Regions from separate parts of the Gossypium hirsutum genome. Here region 1 is linked to region 2. The links are chromatin contacts, called in public Hi-C maps. All regions are on one chromosome and are shown on one strand. Each heading gives the region's core, a stretch centred on a gene start, on an enhancer-like site or on the middle of the called end of the contact. The rest is flanking DNA. Distances are from core to core; before and after follow the strand shown.

Region 1 (5,205 bases), core at 88-2,587, 660 kb before region 2:
ATGTTAATAAAATTATTAAGAACGTTGTTAAACAAACCTAAAATATAGTAATTTAGATTAAGTTAATTCATTAAACAATAAAAAAAACACCCAAACTATTTTTTTAAGTTAAATAAAAATTACATAGATAATATTATATCATATTATATTATATAAACATTGATTTAACGGTTACATCAGTCATTTATTAAAGATTTAACAAGTCAATAATTAAATAAATTTTTTAAATAATATATAGATTATTTTCTAATTTTTAATAAATGATTAAAATATAACATTTTAAATAATTTAATAATTATTTTTTATTTTTTAAAATTGGATTTAGAATGTGCAATGGTTATTAGAGTGACATGTTTTTGGTTTTGGGAATGTTATTATTGGTACCAGTTCAAAATGAAGCTGGTGGCAGATGACCGAACAACGACAGCGTTTGTGGTAGCAGTGTTGAAATAGCATGTTTTCTAGAAAGTACCTGAATTCTGACTTAGAACAGTCCAACGGATATAAAGGTGGCAGTGTAAGAGTAGTTGGATGAGAATATATAATATGTTTTATAGTTTGAAGATGTAAATAAAATCAAAAGGCGAAGGCATACGCAATGACGATTGCGGAAGCTTCTTAAACAGAACTTTCCATACATCCTGCGTTACCGTGTAGCGTCAGAGATCACGGTCAAATTAATCCACCCTATTTTTTGGATAATTCCAGAACCCCAAAATAACTACGCGCTTCTCTTTTTTTTTCTTAATTTATTCAACTTTTTGCGTTTGACTATACTACCCTTCCTGCTTTTTCTTTTTTAAATACCCTTTATCCTCTGTACTATCAATGATAATAAAAAATTAAGATAAAAGGCAAGAAAAAGTTTAGATAATAACTTTTATAAAAAAAAATTATAAGTAGAGTTGAATTTTTGTCATGTATTCTTAAGTTGTATTTAAAAAAAATAATTTGTAATAAGTTATGAAAATTTTTATCTTCAAAAATGGAATTAAAATTTTATAGTATATTTTATTTTTTTATTTTATTTTTGTCACATGACAAAATCTTAATCACTTGTGAAGTTAAAATTTTGCACAATTAATGTAATAAATAATTATATTTTAAAAAATAAAAATAAATAAAACATTTGCTTAGAAAATAAAAAAATCGTCCTATTTTAATTTACAAAACCTAGTTACTAAGAAAGCATTAAATAAAAAAGGAGGTTATTTTTGGCATTTCGGTTATAGATAATATAATAATACAAATTGATTAATCAGCTGGGTCCCATTCCTGGATACAGCCCAGTTTTCTTTGTTGGATTAACGCCTATATAATAGGGACTTGAGTTCTCATCAAATTCAAAGCACTGCTTCCTCCGTATTCCCTAACATTGATCAACAAAATAATTCCCAATACTTGCCCTAAATTCAATCTATAAATTATTCTTAGAATTCTCAGCTGAAAACCGACCCCCCCCCTTTTAATCTGTCAATACAGAAAGAAAAAAAAAAGAAAAAAAAAGAGCAAATGGAAGGGAACAACTCGTACGGTAATGGATCATCATGGGCAGAGCAATGGGACTACAGCGATCCAGCGGCTTCCAACGGTGCTGCAAACAAGAAGAAAAGCAGCAGCGGTGGGGCAACAGCCAAGTACAAGCAGAAGGTCGGGGATGGGCTTGAGAAGACCAAAGCTGTGGCTTCAACTGGGATGAAGAAGGTCAAACAAGGAACCTCTTCGGGGCTTCAATGGATCAAAGAAAAGTATCATAAAACTACCCAAAAGCACTAGGATTATTAGACTTCGTTTATGTTGCTTTTGGCTTTTCCTTAACTGCTTCTTATTTTATTCATTCATATATCCATAATGATTTATTCCTTTTTTTTATGTAAAATTGCAAATAAAATCATAATAATTGATCTGTACTGCTTTAATGTAAAAATACGGTGTAATAAATGGATGTGAAGGGTAGAGACAATGGTTTTTAAATGTGAGATGTGTATATGTATATGAAATCATAAAAAGCTGCATGTTGGGCAGCCAGAGAGTTCAGAGTATGCTTATGGTATTGCTGATGACGGTTAAGGACAACCCAATTCTCTCTTATTATTTACCGGTTCAATTCACTACTTCAATTATACAACTTTTTTACATTTTGGTGCTTAATATTTTTTTTAAACAACGAGAACCTAAACTATTTTTTTTCCATATTAGGTTAACTGTTAGTCAAACTAAGTTAATTTTAAAACATTTTTACCTCAACTATGTTTTGGGTACACATTTTACATCTAAATGTTATATCATCAAAAAATATTTTGAATTTTTTTCTTTTACATTATTTTTCTGTCTATTTTTTTATTTTTATTTTTTCTTCTTTTATAATATCTAGCAATGTCAAAAATACTCAAAATTCACCTTTTTGAGATCTAGACGCTGGCGATTAATTTTGCTTTCAAACTTCACCGCCTATTAGCTTGACCTGACTAGATCGAAAAAGTTCCTTCATCGATCAAAACGAATATTTTTAGAATTAGATTGGTCGGTTGAATAGGTTGGACTAAGAATCCGGTTGAGATATCGGTTGAACTAATTGACCCGATATAACCCAGTTGAATTGAGCTAAAAAAATTAGTTTAATCGGTTTTCTCTATTTTTAAAATATTTTTATTTTTATGAATTTTCAATAATTTATTTGATCAAATTGGACAAACTAATCAAAACGGGAATTGATGACTTGATAGATTTAACTATGTTACACCCTAAAATACAGGGGGTTAATTGTAATGGATAAACAAGAAAATGTAAAGGGCTGAATGGTTAAATGTCTAGTAACCTCCCTAAAGACACAAGTTCAAGCTACTTTTTGAGCATTTCTTTTCTTTAATATTTTAGCAACTTAAGATAAAAGTCACCTCAAGCCTAACAGTTAAAGCACTAGTATCCTCTCAAGTGACCCGAGTTCTAATCATCCAATCCCCCTTCCATTTCCTTTTTAATTTCGACAGAACTGGCATATTTCTAAACGCTAGGTATTTAGCCATCTTTTCCTAATTAGACTTGGCATTTTGTTATATTGCAATTCCTATTAGAATTTTGTCATCTTTTTTTATTTTTTTCTCTTTTTTGCATTATATTTTTCATCTTTTTGTTGTCAATTATTTTGCTTACACAAATAAAAAAAGCACCATTAAATCATTCTTCTACAAGTTTAGTAATTGTCGTCAATAACATCTCTATTCTTGCCAAGAAACGGTAAATACACCTCATTCCTATGATTCAATTTAGTAACCCTGCCGCACAAATCTCCAAACTTTAATCTTTAATTCGACCAATTGATCTATTTGAAATCTTGATAAATCTTTTGCAAATCTTGGCAATCTTGACGTCAAATATTAATTGTGTACATATGTTTGAACAATCGAATTTAAATGTGTCAGATCAGGTTTTATCGTGAGGAACATCAATCAGACCTCCGATGAAAGGTGTGTGATCTTTCCCAAGTGAATCAGTGCTTATCGTGTGTAGAATCAGGGCTACATGGTCTCCTATATGGGTGGACCACATGGCCACCACATAACCATGTGCCTCTCAAAACCCCAGGCTAGTTCGTGAACCACACGGCCATAGCTCTTCTACACGGTCGTGCCTCTCCTATAGGCTAATTTTTGCATTTGCCACATGGCCGTGTAACCCTTTACGCGACCTAAAGCTTTTCACAAGGCCTGGACACATAGCTGTGTGACCTCGATTTTACAGTTTTGTTTAAAAATTTATGATATGTTCAATTTAGTCCGTCTATACACCTTGAATTATTTTTAAAGTCTTTATTTGCTCAATTAAGTCCCTATTATTGTGTTATTCTAGAATTGATGATCTAATGACTAAAGTGCAATGGCTATATTGAATGAGAAGTGAATATTACATGCTACTGTCATTTTGAAATAGATAAACTATTAGTGTTAATAATGTTACCACCCAATTGAATACATGTTAAGCATGTTTACTACCAGTGTTGAATTGAATACATGTTAAGCATGTTTACTGCTAGTGTTGATTTGTTCTATTATGAAGCATGTCATACTGTATTGCATGCGGTGGGATGATATGTGTAATGGTCCGATTTTAGCTAAATCGGAACAGTGGTTTCGGAACCAGAAATCTGAGGTCGTAAAATTATTTTAATACTATTTTTTATGTTTACAGCATGTGATTATATATGTGTGAAAATTTTGTGAGCTAATTTTATCGTTTAATAGCTTAATTTGATAAAAGGACTAAATCACGTAAAATGCAAAAGTTGCATTCTATATGTTAAAAGTGCTTAATTCCCATGGCTTATTAAATGAAAGGTCCTTATGTTGTAATTAGATCATTGATATTGGAGATGGACATAAATGGCCTTATATTAAGTGATTTATATGTTTATAATTAATGGATAAAATGGTAATTTGATTATTAAGTTATTATAATTAAAACAAAACCAAATTTTCCATCTTCTTTTATCATACTTACCCGAATTTGAAGAAGAAAATAAATCTTGAATGTGTTTAGGGTTTCGACAACTTGAAGCTTTGATTAAGGTATATTTTGAGCTTAGTTTTTAATGATTTTTACGTTTTTGTGATCATTGCTTTGAGTACTAGCTAGCCCGTGCCCTCATTTCTAAATTTGTAGGTGATTTTAAAAAATTCCATTGATGAATCCATGAGTTTTATGATGTTTTATGATGAATTATGCAAGCTTGGTGTTTGATATACATGTTTTGTAAAGTGATTTTTGACAAAAATGTCAATTAGGGATTAATTTGAGAAAAGTATAAATTGAGGGGTTAAATTGTGAAATAAATGAAAAATATGGGATTTTAGGGACCTATAGATAATTTGGATAAGCATGGGTGATATTGAATTTTGTGAATTTTGTGTAATTATGAAATAGGGACTAAATTGAATAAATGTGTAACTTTAGGGCTAAAGTGTAAAAATGCCCAAATATGTGTTTTTGGACTAAATTGAAAGATTATGTGATTAAATGAGTTGAATTTTTTATAATATAGATCAAGATAATAGGAACCCGGACTTAGATCGAGGCAAGAACAAAGTACTCGACTAATCGACTAGTTTTATCATTTTGACGTCTGAGGTAAGTTCGTATGTGATAAATATTGTTAAAATTATGTTTTGAATGATTTAATATCATATAAATTATATATATGAGACTAAG
Region 2 (5,162 bases), core at 2,034-4,533:
TGGTGCCTTTGTATGATGCATACTTTGTACCACCGCATCAATCTCTTCTGCTGTAAATCGTGAATTCAAGAAGTCATTCATGCTTTCAGTAACATGAGTTGAAGTTTTAATCAATCCATATTCAGACATGAAGACTTTCGCACATCCCTAGACCATCTCACTAAATCCTTTCTAACCAACCGAAGTCTGTCAGGAACCAGTTCCTATGCATTCCCCCAAAGTCAACGCACCTCACCTTCACATGACTCTTCAAGAATCCACGCTGCTTCAAATTTAAAACCTCAATACAAATTTTCTTTTCTTGTCATTCTGCCACAAGTGTTAATTAAGAGAGGAAAATGATCAGAAATCGAATGATCACAGTGCTTCAGGCTATAATTGGGGAATAAATCTTCCCATCCCGGAGTAGACACCCCTCTATCCAACCTTTCTTGAATATTATTACTAGCTAGTCTCTCACGTTCCCATGTAAACCATTGCCTCTCATAACCCACATCCTGCAAATCACAATCATCAAGGATCAAGTGAAAAGCTTCTATAGACCATTCATCAGTCAACCTTTCCCCTTGTTTCTTGTGGAATACATAATTTCGTTGAAATCTTCCATAACTAACAATGGGTCCCCATTATCAGATACAAGATTTCTTAACAAATCCCATGAATGATGCCTTAAATTTTCCATTAGATGTCCAGAAAACCCAACAAATTGCCACCTAATGTCTTCTAACTCCCCCTCCATTGTCACATCAATATGATTCATCGAAAATCTTCTTAACACTACTTTAACTCCTTACTTCCATCCTAAAGATAACCCTCATTTGTTTCTTTGCTACTAACATCTATTCCCTCCACATCCCCCATGTCCTCCAAACTTCCTCCATTTTCAAACTATGTAGCTTAGTTTCCATAAAAAAACCATATCGAGATTAGTCACCCTCAGCATATGCCAAAGGCGATGCCTTGTTCGGGGATTCCCTAGTCCCCAAACATTTCAGCATAAGATTTCCATTACAATCGGCTGCCCTACCCTACAGAACCAGTCAATATCTCAGAATCAAGAACATAAGAAGTCCATCATTAGTTTTCCCCAAATCCATTTCATTAAAAACTAAAGAAAACTGAGAACTGCGTTGACGCTTCTTTCCCTCTCCAATCTCCATAGGGAAATCCTCCTCTCACAACTCCTTATTCGAATCCATATTCTCTATTCCACTAATACCAGTGTCCAACTTCCCTCCATATTCAGCCCAAGATTCGCTCTCGCTAGACGCAAAAAATCCCTATTTCAAAATAGACCTTATATATTCGCTAACCCCTCAGTTGTCCTTTTACCCAGCGATTTCTACAATTTTTTAATCCGTGGCCTTTCTCCCTTCTCCCGTAACTAAGGACTAGTCACCACCATTGCTCTTTTCGGTATTGTTTTAATCGAAAGATCCCACTCAGATACCAATTTTTTTCCCATTAACGATCTTGGCTGGGCAAAATCTCTCAGATTATCCCAATCAGCCATAAAAAAAAGTAAAATATCGAAAGCTTTTCATATTGGAATCGCGCATAAAAGAACCATTTGTTCTCCAGAATAAGTTTCTTATGCTTCATTAGCGGATTTCTCACATCAATCCTGACACGAATTCGCATATAACCCCCATACCATTTATTCAATGACTTCGCACCATACTAAAATTGCCCCAAAAAAGCCCCCAAATTGCCTAGCCATCATTTCTGACATTAATCCCGTCAGAAGATCATGAATCTAGACCAAAAAATCAACCCGAAACAATGGCACAACCATGAGGTCATCCCCTTCCTTTAATCGATGAAAAAGTAGTAAATGGTTGTTGAACGTTTAGGGACTTCCATCCAAGAACCTGTCAAGATCAATCTCATAGTAAAACTGAAAGAGAAACCGCTTCTCACCCATATAAGTAATCTTAACACCCCCATGAGGGTGCCATAAATTCACCAAAGTGGTGCGCATCGCCTGAAACTGTACAACAGTGGCCATCAAGAAGCTACCCACCACACTCAGATTCACCACCTACTCCCTCACTTCCTCCTTCAGATCTACTTGCCATGCCTCCTCCTCCTCCCTACCAGTAAGTGAAAGCACTGCCAAGCCTTTTTCCATCCTTTAATCATCGCTGTCAATAGCATTCTTTTCGCCTTATCCACCGCAAAAACTACCACTTAGAGATCTATTTTGAATAGAAAACCTTCTATATTTAAGTGTAAAAGAAATTACTGGATGAATATATATTTACTTAGTTTTAATAATTTGGATATTAGTTTTGTTTTGAATGATTAGCTATATTTATTTTATGATATAAAATAATTTAATATCATATAAATTAATATTTTGAAAGAATAAATTGGTTAGAAAGATATAAAATATTTTTTAAAAATTATGAAAATTAAATAAATTATTTTAAAAAAATATAAGAAAAAGAGAAATGTGCAACTTCTTGCAATATTTTTAATATTTTTTTTTAGAATTTAAAAATTAATTAAATACTAAAATGTCATCATGTCATTAAAATGAACAAACAAACCTTTCGATTATTTTTTATAAAAGTAAAATTAAAAAAAAAATTTAAAAAGTTAGAAATGTAAATGAGATTAATAAAGATAACATATAAGTGTATACTAGAAATAAAACCGTATAAGAAAATTGGTTTCTCAAATAAAGAAAAATGATTTCTTTATTTATTCTACTGTAATAGATGATAAGTATGAGCTTAATGCAAATTTCAGAAAAGAAAATATATAAAAGAAACCCCTTCAAAACCGTTGGCTGATGAGCTTGTGAAGCGCCCACAGTCCCAACATTCAAATCCGGAAACCGGTTACCGGTTTTCGCTTTCCCTCTTTTAAAGTGGTTTTTGAATCAACACGAACCTCCCGAAAACCAGGAGCCTTTTTCTATATTATTTTATTCTGTTTTTCTTTAATTAAAATAAAACAGGGGCTCCCACTTCACACCCTCTACCTCATATGTGGCGATTCGACAACACTCTGATGCCTGTACGTGTCTTCCACGCGCTACTCTCTTCCTTTCTCAATTTTTGGACCCATTTGCATGGCATCCCTTACCTTTTTCACCACCTGTCCTTATATTCAAGTATCCGTTTTACCCTTTAGAAAGCAGTAACATATCGAGCGCAAGTGGGGGTAGTTTAGTAAAAATGAGTTGTGCATCGATTTCCCCGAGAGGAGTTACGTTCCGTAAATATTTAGGTTGTCTTACGCAGAAGGGACAGTACATTAAGTACGCCTCCAATGGGGAATTGAAATTGGATTCCTTAATTGGGAGTGAGTTGCACGAGTGAGAGGGTGAGAGTAGTGAAATAGCAAAAGTATTTAAAAACATAGCAGTACCATGTTTTTATTGTTTTTTAAATAAAAATTGATTTATTTTTGAAAGCCAACCTCCTTGAATGTGGAAACCAGCGTTTTGGAAATTAAAACAACTGCGTTCCCCTGGTCCTATACCTGAAAACCCAGCGGCCATTTTTTCGTAAAAGAATATCTCTTATTTTTATATTTTCCTTTTCCGCTTCCCTTAAATACTCCAACTTCCCTCTTTTCTTCAATCCCCCCCCCAAATTTTCTCTTTTCTTTCTCCAACTTCTCAAAATGCGCATGAGTTGTAATGGATGCCGGATTCTTCGTAAGGGCTGCAGTGAAAATTGTAGCATCAGGCCCTGTTTACAATGGATCAAAAGCCCTGAATCCCAAGCAAACGCCACCGTCTTTCTAGCCAAGTTCTATGGCCGTGCTGGCCTTATGAACCTCATCAACGCCGGCCCCGAACACCTCCGCCCTGGTCAGTTTCACTTTCCTTTCACACATCTGCTCTGTTTATTTTTAATTTACATTATTTTTAGATTACTGTCTTTTCTTTCACTGATTTCTTTTCCCTATTTATTCAGCTATTTTTAGGTCGTTATTATACGAGGCTTGTGGTCGGATAGTGAACCCGATATACGGTTCTGTCGGCTTATTATGGTCCGGAAGCTGGCAGCTTTGCCAAGCCGCCGTAGAAGCTGTGCTAAAAGGTGCTCCGATCACTCCGATTGCGTCGGAAGCCGCTGCGAATGGTCAAGGGCCGCCTCTAAAAGCATACGACATTCGTCATGTTTCCAAAGATGAAAACTCTGCAGCCTCTAACGATGTCCAACGAGTTAAGACACGGTGCCGAGTTAAAAGAACTTTGAAGCCGAAGGTGAATAACCCGGTCTTAGAGGAGGAGAACCGCAGCTCGGAACCACCCGAACCGCGGTGTTACGCTGATGAAGGGTTCGAGGGAAACCGGTCGACGAGTCACGAGTCCTCGCTGAGTCACCAATCTGAGTTGGCTGTTATGGATGGGGAAAGTAAAGAAACCTCGAGTATGATCTCAGAGGAAACAGTGGCGGCTTCGCGGCTGTTTCCGGCGGGGCCGGAGCTCGGAGGTAAGGTGTTGGAAGAAAGGACGGTGGAGGGAAGCAGCGAGATTGGGCTGGAGTTGACGCTGGGGTTTAAACCGGTGATGTCACGTGCTTGTCAGGTGGTGGTGCCTGTAAAGAAAAGGAGAGTGGAAGCATACGGCACGTTCGAGGATAGTCAAACGTGTAAGTTTGAGCTGGGTCTTGACTATCCGGCGGCTTAAATGGCTTTTATAAAAGGAAAAACAAAAGGATAGTTTGTTCCCAGTTTTGGCGGCTCGTTTCCGGCTTTTGTTTTATACATAGAAGAGCTGTGGGTTGTTTTTTCTTTTTTTTTTTTTTTTTGTAAGTTCTTTTTGTAATTTTCCTTTTTCCCTTTATGTAAACAAAAGAAATAGTTTACATGAGTAGAAATGGTAAATTTTATAGGGGGAATCATAAAGATTTTATTTCTTTTCAACTTTATTATTTTACCTAATTGGAATTGTATTATGACAATGAATGAACTATACAAAATTTTATAAAACAAACTGGGACCTTGTATTTACTCCTATTTTTGTTATTTATCGTTAAAATAATAATGTGGCATTTCTAAATTTGTATAATAAAATATTTAATTTTCTTACATATTTTTATATAATTCAATAAACTTAATTTTTCACATTTTATATTATAGTAGCAAAGTTGAGTCGAGATTATTTTAATTTGAAAGCAATGTGTCCACAATTTAATTTG

Evidence for each region. Hi-C and Micro-C count contacts between places; a contact is called where the count stands out from the background.
Region 1: a contact with region 2 is called in a Hi-C map of leaf, with 1.6 times the contacts expected there. The contact joins the promoter of LOC121211291 here to the promoter of LOC107927214 in region 2. A contact is called at or near these places in 2 of 34 Hi-C or Micro-C datasets (both in leaf).

The regions. Positions count from the first base shown.
Region 1 is chrA12:12,106,119-12,111,323 of Gossypium_hirsutum_v2.1, reverse strand. LOC121211291 reads left to right here and starts at 1,337. Exons shown (of 1, transcript XM_041083938.1): 1 at 1,337-2,042. The coding sequence starts at 1,513. The coding sequence ends at 1,776.
Region 2 is chrA12:11,446,053-11,451,214 of Gossypium_hirsutum_v2.1, reverse strand. LOC107927214 (LOB domain-containing protein 41) reads left to right here and starts at 3,283. Exons shown (of 2, transcript XM_016858244.2): 1 at 3,283-3,826; 2 at 3,933-4,957. The coding sequence starts at 3,637. The coding sequence ends at 4,651.